Regions from separate parts of the Sus scrofa genome. Here regions 2 and 3 are each linked to region 1. A link is a contact called in public Hi-C data. All regions are on one chromosome and are shown on one strand. The core of a region is the stretch at or near the end of the contact, and the rest is flanking DNA. Distances in the headings are between cores, read along the strand shown.

Region 1 (4,398 bases), core at 1,079-3,578:
GTAAAACATTTAAACAGTATAGAAATGAGTGAAATAAAAAATGAAAGTTGCATTTCAAAGCCCTGTTCTCCACTCCCCCTTTCCAAAAGTCACAGTTTAGATTTCTTTCTTAAAAAAGAAAAAAAAAAAGAGTCCCTGCTGTGGCTCAGTGGAAATGAATCTGACTAGTATCCATGAGGACACAGGTTCGATCCCTGGCCTTGCTCAGTGGGTTAAGAGGCTGGCGTTGCCGTGAGCTGTGGTGTAGGTCATAGACACAGCTCAGATCTGGCATTGTGGCTGTGGTGTAGGCCGTTGGCTACAGCTCCGATTCGACCGACCCCTAGCCCGGGAGCCTCCATATGCCGCAGATGTGGTCCTAAAAAGACAAAAAAAAAAAAAAAAGGAAAAGCAAAGAAAATGGCAATACATTAGACATACATTAGACAATACATTAGAAATTGTATTTAAAATTTGGTGGTGAAGCAAGTACTGCGGGTTATTTTTTAAAATATCATATTCATGGTGCTGAATCGTCTTTGGATCAGTATTTTTTAATGTAGTATTCAGGTAATCCTTTTTATATTTGGCCTCTGCCATTGCTTTGAAATGATAATTTTGTATTTGTCAACATAGTTTTTCACAACCGCAGCAGTTAGCACGAAATCACAGATTCAGGCTCCTGAAATGAGTCCAGTTACAAACAAGACCACATCTAAATAATAATGTTATGGTGTATTATTTCTGCAGTGTAATGATGCTGCTGTTAGATACTTTTAATATGAAATTAATAAAATAAGAACCGCAGAAACACAGGTTCAATGTATGACATGTAACAGGTATTCAATAAATACGGTTTTTTATTTTTTTCTCTTTTCTCCATGCTCTTTAGGTGGAAGCTTCCCAACAGGCAGTGAAACATCCTTAGAAACAGAAATTCTATTTTTTGTTATAATTTTTCTCTATTGAAAAAGGATTTTTTTCTATTTATCGCAGTGCTTAGTAATTATATTTTCAATTCTTAAAGAAAAATTTTAGAATGATTATTCTTCCTGGTCGATTTTTCCAGGGCTTCTTGTAGTTCAGATCACTCGATAATGTTTTTTCTTTTGTATGTGTGTGTCCAGCTGTCCATTTCCTAAACTTCATGATCCTGAGTGGAAACTCTTCATACATGAAATAATCACTGTCCACTTCCCCCTCCTCTTAGTCCCTGGTGACTTCTATTCCATGAACTTGTCTGTTTTAAGTACCTCATATAGGTGTAGTCATATAATATTTATTATCCTTTTGTGTCTGGCTTCTTTCCCCAAGTATGTTTTCAAGGTCCACTGATGTCATAGCATGTGTCAGAATTTTATTCCTTTAGGCTGAATAATATTCCTCTGTATTTTGCTTATCTCTTCATCTATTGATAGCGATATGGCTATTGTGAATAATGCTACTCTGAGCATGGTGTACAAATGTCTGCTTGAATCCCTGCTTTCAGTTCTTGAGGGTGTATACATCAGAGTGGAATTACTGGGTCATATGGTAACTTTTTGTCTAAAATTCTGAGGAACTCTTAAACTTTTGCTAGGTGGTTACCCCATTTTACATCACCACCAGCAACAAAATGCCTCAGGATGTCAGTTTCCCCTCATCCCCAGGGCTTGGTATTTTCCTTTTTTCTATTTTCTTTCTTTCTAAAAATAATAACCATCCTAATGTGTAGTGGTATCTCATTATGATTTATTTTGCGTTTCCCTAATGATGTTGAGCATTTTTTCATGTGTTTTGGGGTCATTTTTACATCCGTTTTGGAGAAATGCCTGTTTGAGTCCTCTGCCCATTTTTCAGTTAGCTTGCTCTTTTTTCTTGTTGTTAAGATGTAGGACTTTTTTTTTTTTTTAATATTCTGGATATTAACCCCTTATTAGATATGTCCTTCCATTTCCAGCAGATTAATTTCATCTAGTTAGGTAATTAGTTCATTTATATGTTTTTCTTTTCTGGAAGTTTTGAGTTCTATATATACCACTTCTTTCTTTGTTATGTTGATGGTTTCATGAACATCTTGAGCGTACTTAGAATAGCTTATGTAATTTGTACATTTCCATTTGACTGACTTTTCTCTTAGTTATGTTTCACTCTTTGCTGCTTCATGTCATAGCCAGTAGTTTTCGATTGAATGCTTACTATTAAGACTCTTACATTGCTGACGGCCAGGTTTTGTTGTATTCCTGTTAATGAATATTGGACTTTATTCTGTCAGAAGTTAACTTACACTTGGATGAACTTTATCCTTCTATGGCTTGTTTTTTAAGCTGTTGTGGAATGGATTTAGAATAGCCTTTTGGACTAGCATAGCCCCATTCCCAAGGTCTGAATGCCCTGCTGCAGGGGCTCTGCACTTTGGTGTGAGCATGGGGAAGCCTTCAATGGAAAGCTCTCTCTCGGTCACTTTCTGCCCAGCCTTGTGCTGTTTTCCATACCAAACCTAAGTGGACCCTTAGGCAGGTATCCAGCGCTCTTTTTTCCTAGAGCTCCTTCTGTGGCCTGCAAATTCTAGCTCGTATAGCCTGTGAGGATTCTGATTCTGTCCTCTCAACCCAGTGAGGGCTCTTCTCTCTTCTTGGGATCACCTTCTCTACCCTGAGATCCAGAAACTGCCCTTAGGCGGAAGGCCTATTCCATTATCTAGAAAGTGCCTCTGGATAGAAAGTTGAGGCAAATATCTGGTTTATCTAATTTGTTTTCCTTAAACATCATCATTCAGCACCACCTGCAGCCTAATGTCCCAAACATGTTTTAAATATATTTTTCCAGTTTTCTAATAGCTTACAACAGGAGTTTAAATCTGGTTCCACTTATTCCATCATGACTGGAAGTAGAAATCTTGGTCTGTCGTTTTGTTTTCAAAACTTTCCACCCAGAATTAGCCCAGAATGCCTAATCTGTGATTACTAAGGAAGAGAGCCTGTTAATTTTGTTTGAAAAGTGTAAAGGAACTTTTGAATGTACAGTTTTTAAATTGCGTCATTAGTAAAAAAGTAAACTTCTTTCCCATATTCTCCTTTTTGTGTAACAGTCTTTTGCTTTTTATAGTTAAGGGGGGAAAAAGGTGGAATGTACTACTAATTGTTACATTTCTTGTTTTTTTAGACCTAAAGATTGTCTTCGCTCTGTTATGAGGAGGGTGAACCACAAAGACCCTCACGTTGCTATGCAGGCTCTGACTGTGAGTGAAACATTTTTCAGATCTACTGCAAAATTGTCTGCCGAAATTGAGCCCTCTTAACTTCTGATTTTATGCTTTTAGCTTCTAGGAGCATGTGTATCAAACTGTGGCAAAATTTTTCACTTAGAAGTATGTTCAAGAGATTTTGCTAGTGAAGTAAGCAACGTATTAAACAAGGTAAGGCACGTTCTTTCCAGAAGTGAACTAAGACTGCCTTCTTTCTCCATGTATGTTTTTGTTGTTTAGTTTTTCACATTATAAATCACAAAGGGTTAGTCCGTGCTTTTTTTTTTTTTTTTTTTTTTTTTTAATATCTCTTTCTAGGCTATGTCTATCCCATGTGTAAGTACATGTTAGGTTTTGCTGAAGAGACTCCAGATTGACATAACTTAGAGAGTTGGTTTTTGTCAAGCCAAATTAGAATATCCGTAACTGCTTTTCTTCATCATTCCTTTCTGCTGATAAAAAATATGTGTAGTTCTTTATCTGATTAAGAGAAAGCAGTTTACTTTAGGCATAGTTTCTGTAATCATTTCTTTTAGTCACAGAGGTACTTTCCCAATAAAGAGCTGTTCAGAAATGTTGAGTTTTTACCTTGACACGAGTAAGACTAGCACCTAACTATCACAAGATTGTGATTTTATACTGTTTAACCATATGTAAAAAATTAAAGTCCAGCAATTTAAGGAATTTAAAAAATTTAATTTAACCTGTGCGTTTTTCCAGTACAAATTCATGCATTCTTAAGGTAATTCTTTCTGCCTCCGCTTTTTTGGGGGAGGGGGAGGTAATTACATATCAAGAAAAATTTAAGTGTTAAAAGGGAAAATGCTTTATGTTTTTGAGCGGGGGATGATTCTCAGATTTTAGTAGGAAATGGTACAAAAATGAGTTAATTTAAAATTCTGTACTTCTTTTAAAACATGGTTACGTGATAATTTTTTCCTTTTCTGCTTTATTCAGTTATGTTTAGGCATTTTCTACTAATTATTAACCATTCTTTTGGTGTCCTGACTATGCATCAAAATGTACACCTATTTATGAAGAGATTCTAAAATAATGTTTAAGTGAGAATGTGTACTCAGTATTTAGTAACATGAAAAACTATTTTGAAAAGCAAACAGTTGCATATAGGAGAAAGAACTCTATTGTCCACATGTCTTACTGTGAACATATTGATTTTATACTCAAGGGGAGAT
Region 2 (4,398 bases), core at 548-3,047, 54 kb before region 1:
TCTGTTGTACAGCACAGGGCTCTCTAATCAATATTCTGTGATAATCTTTATTGGAAAAGAATCTGAAAGAGAATGGATATAATACAACTGAATCCCTTTGCTCTACAGCAGTAATTAACACATTATAAATCAACTATACTTCAATAAAACTTCTTAAAAATCGCGAAATTTAATAGTGTAAAAAAGTAGTAGTATGGCTCCAGAGTCAGTCTGTCTGCGCTGAAATCCAAGTCTCACTCTTGCGGTTGTGTGAACTTGAGCAAGCTACTTAGCGTGTTTGTGCCTCAGTTTCCCATTCTACTAACTGTAATATCCTGCAGCCCTCAGAGGTTTGGAGAGGGTCAAAAATGTCCCTTACGTTTCAAGTAACAGACCCTGTGCCTGGCACACAGAATTTCCAATAAATGTTAATATTTTTAACCAACTATAATTAATATGAAGCACAAAATAGGTATTCAGTGCTGTGTCAAATCATTTACTAAATCTTTGTCAATCACCTTTTTCTACAAGCCCTAGAGAAGTTTAACTTCCCCCACATTTATACAAGTTAATAATAATTTCATGAGACAACAGGAAAATAACTTTTTTAAACGGCAATGCCATTTAGACACCGGAAAGCATTTTCCCAAGCAGGTTTTGAAAAGCGGTGGACCCAAGCCACTGTGAGAGCTCTTTGCAGTGATAGTCATTGTGTAACCTTAACTTGTAAGTCACACTCAAAGCCAGAAATAAAAGTACAGCCTATCTGTCATGGAGCCCTCAAGATGCTGGACACAAGTGCCATGCTCCGATAAGGTAGGGTTTTTGAAAATCGACCCAAGTAAGAAGCTGTCGGGCTCACTATTACTTAAAAAAAAAAAAAATGCGATGATATGAACCTTTAGGAACACTCTGCCCAGAGATCGGGAGCACAAGGAAATTCACTCCAGAGGCCAGGGGCCGAGGAAGCGGGTTTGGGCCACCGGCCGGGCAGCTTTGGGCTCCGGGGTGGCGGGACCCGGCGTTTGTGCACCAGGAGCTGCAGCAGCGGCGGCGCCCGGTGTGGCCGGGCCCGAGCCGCCTCCCCCGCGAGTCGGCCCCGCATTCCTGCCCGGGTCTATACTTAACCTCCGGCCCGCGCCCCGCGGCCGCCGCGCCACACCGTGCACCGTATTAGGCAATGCCCGGGAAGCAGGGCCCCGGCCCCCCCCGCCGCCCCCCGCGCGCCCCGCTCCGCTCCATTCAAGCCCGGCGACGGTGGCGGCGTAGGCGACAGCGCCCCTCCCCCACGGCCGCCACCCGCTCCCCGTTCCTACACCGCGACCACCCGGCCGCCCTGGACGCACGCGCACAGGCGCCCCCGGCCCGCTAGGCGACCCCTCCAGGGAGCCCAGCGCCCCACGCCGCCCCGCCGGCGGCCGGAGCGCGGAATGTCGGGGGGCAGCGGCGCGGGGAGGGCCCTTCGGGGCGCACGTACCCCGCGGTCATAGCGATGTTGTAGAAGGTGAGCCAGGTGGTGGCCAACAAGCCCAGGCGCCTCCTCTTGCCCGCGGCCTCCCTCTCCTCGCCGGCCTCGGAGGAGCCGCCGTTGGCGCCGTCCTCCTCGCTGGACGCCATGGTGGCCGCGCACCCGGGGGAGGTGGACGACAGGGGCAGGGGAGTGGGAGGGGGCCCGGCCGAGCGCGCCTCTGAAGCGCCGCCGCCCGCTGCCGCCGCCTCTGTCAGGCGCCCCATGTGCCGCGCGCAGGGGGCTCAGTGCCGCCAGCCCGGCCGCCCGCAGTGGGAGGGGCGGGCGCCCCCGGCCACCGCCCCGCCCCTCCCGACCCCCCGTCCCGGGTCCTGCCCACTCCGCCCCCGGTCCTGCCCACGGCCTGCGGGAGCGCGCGTCGCGTGGGGACCGGGCCGCCGGGCCTGGGCGCGGGGGCGCGAGCCCTTAGGTATGATCTGGAGGCTGCAGTGCCGTTTCCGCTTTCGGGAAAACCTCCGCCTTGCTAGCCTGCGGAACCCACTGTTAGACACATCGGGGCTTCTCGACACTGGCGACGGGGGCCCTGCTAGTGCATTTAGTGGAAATACACCTGGACTTGACCGGGCCCCGCCCAGGCTTTGCAGAGATTGTTTGTGGAGAGGGACGGTGGTAGCTTCCCGCCAAAGACTCTTTCTTAAGAGGTTCTGGGGAAGAAGCGCCCACTTCACCATTTTCCCTGCCTGTAGGGCATGTATGGGGACGAGGGGCCCGCAATCAAATTGTCCCACCTGCGTGGATTGCACTGGAGCCAGTGTTCTAAGGGCATTGAGTGCTAGGCAGCGCGGGATTGGGGGGTGGGCGGATAAGAGGGAAGCTGGAGGAAACAGGACATGACGAGACACCGAAGGAGGAAAGTTTGAACAGGTAAAGACAATCGACAGATATAAGGCTAAGAAGACGCTTTCTTGCAGGAAACGTGATATCCCACTGTTATCCATTCTCTCGCTCTCTCTCTTTTTTTTTTTTTTTTCCTACAATCTTCCTCCAAACATACATGCCTTTTCCTAAGAGCTCTTTTCTCTTTCCCCTTAAAGCACACAGTTAAGAAGGCAGGCTCTGGAGTCAGATTACTGAAATTCAAACCCTAAATTCCAAGCTCCACCAGTCTTAGTAGCTGCCTGAGCTCGGGCAACTAAATCGCTCTTATGCCTCAATTTCCTCTACCGGGATCATTTAAAAACCGGCCTCATGGGGTTGTGAGATTTAAGCACTTCCAGGCCTGGAACCGTTTGAGTCACCTGCAAATCAGTGTGTTAGCACGATTGTGGCAACTCGGATCTCCGTTGATTCAGTGAAGGAAAGTCTGCACCAGGCCAGGGAAGCGATCAGCTTCTTGGGTTGTCCTGGAACCTGAGCCTGGCCTGGGGCCAGGGACCACAACCAAAGACCACAGGGACCTGAGTCCAGGAAGCTCCTCTGTGTGGAGAGTCATCTCCAGGTGAATGAGAGGGTCCAGAGCACAGCAAAAGGAAGAAAGTTGTACTTGGTGCACCTGGCTCTGGGCACCTCCCCTAGGCTGCACTACCAGCCCCATCCGGGGATCTTAGATAATTTTGAGGAAGACCGGAAGACATTCCAATAGGGGAGGGGAAGTCTGAGATGTGGCTGGGAAAAAATACTGGCTGCAAATTGTTCAAATTTGATGAAAACTATGACCTGTTTTTAAAGGCATTCACGCTGGGAAATCAGTAAAACTATTTGCAAGTGACAACGTTGTATTCTTAGAGAAGCCTAAGGAATCCATAGAAAAGCTGCTGGAACTCGTTGCAGGATACAAGATCAGTGTAACAAAAATCAATCCTTTTATATGCTGTAGAAAAGGTAGGAATTTAATGTAAAACTATCTAATGCTTATCGGGATCCCAAAACATGAAATATAGAGGGATAAATTTAACAAAACATGTGCAAGACTTGTGCGCTAAACACTATAAATCACCATCAAGGGAAAGTAAAGACCTAAATAAATAGCTATTCCATGTTCATGAACTGGAAGTCCCAAATTATTAAACTAAATTTTCCTCAAATCCCAGCAGAATATTTTTTAATTTGACAAGATAACTCTTAAATATTTACAGAAATGTATAGGAAGAACAAAGTTGGAATACATACATACATACCTGTTTTCAAGACTTTGTATAAAACTGCAGTTTACAAGACAATGTGGTAGGCGCAAGGACAGACATACGGACCAATGAAGAGAGTCCAGATCTCCGTACGTATGGTCAACGGATGGTCAACAAAGATGCAGAGGTAAGCCTTTTTAATAAGGTGCTGAAACAACTGGATGTCCACATTAGAAGAAAAAAAAGACCTTGACCCTTGCCTCACAGACGAGTGTTGAATTGATATGGATCATAAACCTAAACATAAATGCTAAAACTTGAAAACTTGTAGAAGAAAACAGAATCTTTGTGATCTTGGGGAAGGCAAAGATTTCTTAGATACAATGAGGGGGAAAAAAAGCATTAATCATAAAAGACAGATGGGACTTCATCAAAATGTTCTATTATCCCAAAGACACCATTAAAAAAGGGAAATAGGAATTCCCACTGTGACACAACAGGATTGGTGGCATCTCTGCAGAGCCAAGACGCAGGTTCAATCCCCAGCTTAGCACAGTGGTTTAAAGAATCCTGCATAGGTCGAAACTGAGACTCAGATTTAATTCCTGGCCTTGGAACTCCATCTGCCAAGTGGTGGCCAAAAAATATTACACAGTGAAGTATGTGGAATGACTGGCCAACAGGGACCTGTTGGAGAGCATGGGGAAGTCCACCTAATATTTTGTGATAATCTTTGTGAGAAAAGAAGCTGAAAGAGAATGGATGTGTGTCCATGTATGACTGAATCACTTCGTTGTACAGCAGAAATTATCAGAACATTGTAAATCA
Region 3 (4,398 bases), core at 1,148-3,647, 37 kb before region 1:
GTATTTCTACAATGTTTTAAAAACTATGCTAAAACTACAAGTGAAACTCAATGTAGTTTCAGTATTTTAAGGGATAATAATGGAAAGCTAATCTCAAAATACCAAATACTTGCACTTTTTATATTTGGCTTTATGTTAAACAATATTAAAAGTGTTTATTATTTATATCATATTAATAAAAAAAGGACTGGAATAGCTAAAACCAGGCTTATAGGTCAGAATACATGGATAATGCTATCAAGATGAATAGGTGTGTTATTACTTCACTATTTCCAATGCTTACATCTTGATGATTAAAGCTTAAACGATTTGATTGCTAGCTTATTGCTGCAAAAGGATTATTCAGTGAAACAAAACATTCAGATACATTTTTATAAATATCTGGCTCTGAAACAGGGTGATTATGATATGTTTCCCAGACACTAATGCCCAGGAATTTGAGGTAGACAAGTTGTTACCTGCTCTGTCAGCCCAGTAATCAGGAACCGGTTTTTAAAACAGAATGCTCTGCTTCACATATCAACAGTGATGTTTTGGAAGAATTCTATACTTGTCATAATGAAACACAAGCAAGCATTGATACTGGCTCCTTAAAATGTTAACAACCAATGGTATTAACATAGCATATTTTTATATTGTGTTAATTTTTCTGCTTTTGAAAGAAATACGGACTCGTTAAAAACTTCGGAAAAACAAAATGAACAAAGAACATAATTACCATTCGGAGATGATTACGTCATTGGTCATTGTAGTCTCACCTATTTCCTTTCAGACTTTAAAAAATCTGGGGTATTTTGTAATCATATGGTTGTTTAAGCTGTTTTTAAAAACAGATATATTTAGATGTCTTTCTATGTAAATATATTATCACCTTTATTAGCTGGGAATTTTTACATTGTTTGTGCTATAATTTACTTGACCAATACTAGTTAAAGCAATTACACTTTTTAGTGTTTACTCTATGTTAGGCACCTAATTTTGTATTTTAATTTGTGTTCATCCATTGGATCATTACAACCCAATTTTTAATTCCTGTTTTGTACAGATGAGGAAACTGAGGCACCAAGAGGTGAAGTAATTTGTTCACTCCCTTGATGTTGGACATTTTAGTGTTTAACCATGCTTTGACATTATAAACAATGTTTCACAAACATCTTTGATCATGTTCTTAACGAATGCTTTTAGGATAAATCCCAGAAAGTAGAATTGTTGGGTCCACAGCTATTCACATTTTTAAAAGCTTGTGTTACGTACTTTCAAATATTTCTCTTAGGGACACTAATAATTTCATCAACCAAAGTGTACAGTTCTCCACATCCATGATCCTTTTTCATTTTGAATGACAAAAACGTACCTAAATGCTACTTTAATCTGCGTTTTTCACTCTTAGAAATGAGATTTCATTCTTAATAAATTTTTGTAAGCACTCTTTTCGTATACCACAATACTAATCCCTGTTACTGACATGTTGTAAACGTTTATATGCTACATTTGGAAGTGCTCTAATTTTGATACATTAACATAATTCCAATTTACATGCAAGATGCATGTAAGATGTTCCAAGTGGGATGTAAAGATCTCTAGAAGATACTCCTTAAAATTCGTACATGATATATCCTTAAGGTAAACGTACAATACAATCATTGAATATTTTAAGTTATTAAGAATCACCTATCAATCGCTATCTCCATTTTTTTTTTGTTTTCTTTCTTTCTTTGCTCGGTTTTGGGGGTTATCATAGACCACCGTGGGTTGTGCAACTGGTTTTCCAATCATCGTAAACACACAGTGACTGCACAGTTAGTCAGTAGGTGCCAACGCCCAACTGGAAGTGCTTTCGGCAGAGCTTCTGAAGCGGACGTCTGGGGACTCTCGGGAAGGTGCCAGGGTTACCTCGCCTCCGCGAGGGAGCTGCGCGCCCTGACACTCCCCTCTTAGGGATTCGGGCCAATCCCTCCCGCTCACATGACTTCAACCTGAGCCAGTTTCTGGTCACTGCAGACAGCGAACTGAACTCACAGCCTTTTTACTTAGATGCGCCCGAGAGAAGGCACTTCCATCCTCCTCCACAAGGATCACAAAATTATGATAACCAACAGAGAGAGGGGAAAAGGGGCTCTCCCTGTACTCAAACACGACCCTTTTCTATCTGCTCACTCTCTGATTCACTCCTGGGCTCACTAGTGGGCTTCTGCGCGCCTGGAGGACCCCGCCCTCCGGAGGCTCCCGGCCAAAGCTAAAGCAGAAAATGCAGGTGTCACTGCCCCTCTCTCGCGTGGCTAATCAAGAGGGGGGCCGGATGGAAGGGGCGCTGGGATGGGGCCTGTTTTGGCGGGGCAGATTCCGGGCAGGTTCTGGGCAGGCAGCGCCGAGGGCGCCTAGATTCCCGACAGGCTCCGCGCGCGCAGGGGGCCTTCGCGGCTTCTCAGCTCTTGCCGCGCCGCCGCCGCCGCCGCCGCCGCGGTAATTGGGGGTCGGGGAGAGGAGGAGCTGCCGAGGTCCCCGTGGACTCCGTCTGCGTCGCTGTTTTTGCCTGAGTAGTCTCCTTTCCCACGTCCCAGCCTGACTCCCGTGCTGTCGAGGGGGAGTCCCTGCGGACACCTCTGCACGCAGTGGAGATGCCTCTCTTTGCCACCAACCCCTTTGATCAGGATGTGGGTGAGTGCTTTGGTCGCTCCCAGCCCCACCCCCTCGGCGGACCGCGAGCCCACGCTGCCGGCTCTCCGCGGACCTTCTGGGCCCCCCGGGCCGGGGCCGAGTTCTTCCCCTTTACAGAGGCTCTTTCTGTACGAGTTTGGAGGAGGTTGAGGGCTTGGCGCATCCTTTTTGAAAGAAATGAGACTGAGGGAGCCTGCAAAATGGGCCTTGAGCTGGGGCTGTGGGCTTGGAAAAAACTGCTTGAAAGGTGGATGTGGGAGGCCGCGGAGGAACAGCTGGTACAGCATTTGGTGCCGGGACCGTGCTTCTGGGTGAACGCACTTGAAAGCAAGGGAGTCTCAGCCAGCGTGGGATGATAAGCCCTGTAAAAAAGTGTTTCCCGGGACGTATGTCAAAGGTTTTAGGTTAGCTTCCTTAGAGGATTTTTAAAAATCCGTTTTAGGACTGTAACGGAAGGAGAGAGCTTCTGTTTAAGGATAGACTCTCAAAGGTATTGGGGGAAAGAGAGAGGAAAATGGAATACTTGGCAGCAACAGAAACCGAATTGAGGACCTGAGCCACTGGGCTGCTTTCCTCTCAGTGCTTTAAGAATTGTGGAAGAGGACCTGGAACTTTGACAATCCTAATTTGTTGTGAATTTGAAGTGCTCTTTTGGGGGGGGGCGGGGCTTTCTGAATCATTGGTTTTAAATACTGATCATACCGATTCAACAGGTTAGCTTTGTATTTATTTTGTTTTATTTTTTCTGATCTGAGGGTGATCATTACAGGAGTTTTGAGTTTTCAGGGAGAGAAGTTTGGAATGCTTTGAATCCCCTTGGGACCTACTTTGGTACGTACACACGTGTGGAATGAAAGCAAGTTAAGAACCAAGTCTGGTTACTCTAGTAAAGAAGAATAAGGGCAACCTTAGGGAGGTTTTTTTTTTTTTAATGTCTTTGTTTATTTTAATTAAGAAGGAATTGAATTTTGCTTTTTTAACTCCAGCTTACTGCATGCCACTGAAACTTGAAGGTTTGGGTTGAGATGAGAAAAGGGTTCAGCCCTACCTCTGACACTGCCCAGCTCAAAGTGAGATCCCAACGTTCTCAAACTAAAGAGAGGGAAGACATATTGATTCACTGTTTGTGGTTCAGTGAATTAATATGTAATAGTTAATAAATAATTGGGAAGTTACATTTAATTTAAAAAGGACTTAGCACACACTCTTGACAGGACACTGCTGCGTGGCATAAGAGTGATGAAGAAGTTGTGGTTGCTGCTCTCAGGCAGTTTTGTAACTTACTACATTAATTTCCAGGGCAAATGCTTAAGATAAAACATTTTCTTGATACTTGCTCCTTTTATTTCCAGCAGCTTGATCTGATTGATTTTCATGGTTGTGTATAATCTAGCTTCCAAACTACCCAGTCACTTTTATATCTTATTGCTTTTTGAACCCACATTTCCATTGGGTTCAGATACATTTCTTTTTTTTTTTTTTGGTCTTTTTGCTATTTCTTGGGCCGCTCCCGCAGCATATGGAGGTTCCCAGGCTAGGGGTCCAGTCGGAGCTGTAGCCTCCAGCCTATGCCAGAGCCACAGCAACAAGGGATCCGAGCCGCGTCTGCAACCTACACCACAGCTCACAGCAACGCCGGATCATTAACCCACTGAGCAAGGGCAGGGAACGAACCCGCAACCTCATGGTTCCTAGTCGGATTCGTTAACCACTGCGCCACGACGGGAACTCCTCCTTTTT

Evidence for each region. Hi-C and Micro-C count contacts between places; a contact is called where the count stands out from the background.
Region 2: a Hi-C map of liver shows a contact between it and region 1, with 3 times the contacts expected there. The contact joins the promoter of HACD1 here to the enhancer-like site in region 1. A contact is called at or near these places in 2 of 5 promoter capture datasets (fetal liver and liver), 13 of 47 Hi-C or Micro-C datasets (adipocytes, alveolar macrophages, embryonic fibroblasts and 8 more) and 2 of 2 datasets of contacts at active chromatin or transcription factors (alveolar macrophages and skeletal muscle).
Region 3: a contact with region 1 is called in a Hi-C map of liver, with 2.3 times the contacts expected there. The contact joins the promoter of STAM here to the enhancer-like site in region 1. A contact is called at or near these places in 1 of 5 promoter capture datasets (fetal liver), 9 of 47 Hi-C or Micro-C datasets (alveolar macrophages, embryonic fibroblasts, fetal heart ventricle and 6 more) and 2 of 2 datasets of contacts at active chromatin or transcription factors (alveolar macrophages and skeletal muscle).

What each region holds. Positions count from the first base shown.
Region 1 is chr10:43,981,448-43,985,845 of Sscrofa11.1, forward strand. STAM (signal transducing adapter molecule 1) reads left to right here. Exons shown (of 16, transcript XM_021064813.1): 3 at 3,124-3,199; 4 at 3,281-3,376. Among named protein-coding and RNA genes, the nearest start is that of STAM, 37 kb to the left of the region's middle. Within about 2 kb of position 2,329, at least 2 of the 83 cell types and tissues checked have an H3K27ac peak or open chromatin away from gene starts, as enhancers often do. A contact at or near this core is called in liver, where this site is marked.
Region 2 is chr10:43,927,644-43,932,041 of Sscrofa11.1, forward strand. It overlaps HACD1 (very-long-chain (3R)-3-hydroxyacyl-CoA dehydratase 1), which reads right to left and starts at 1,798. Exons shown (of 7, transcript XM_013980233.2): 1 at 1,457-1,798. The coding sequence starts at 1,713.
Region 3 is chr10:43,944,593-43,948,990 of Sscrofa11.1, forward strand. It overlaps STAM (signal transducing adapter molecule 1), which reads left to right and starts at 2,398. Exons shown (of 16, transcript XM_021064813.1): 1 at 2,398-2,658. The coding sequence starts at 2,619.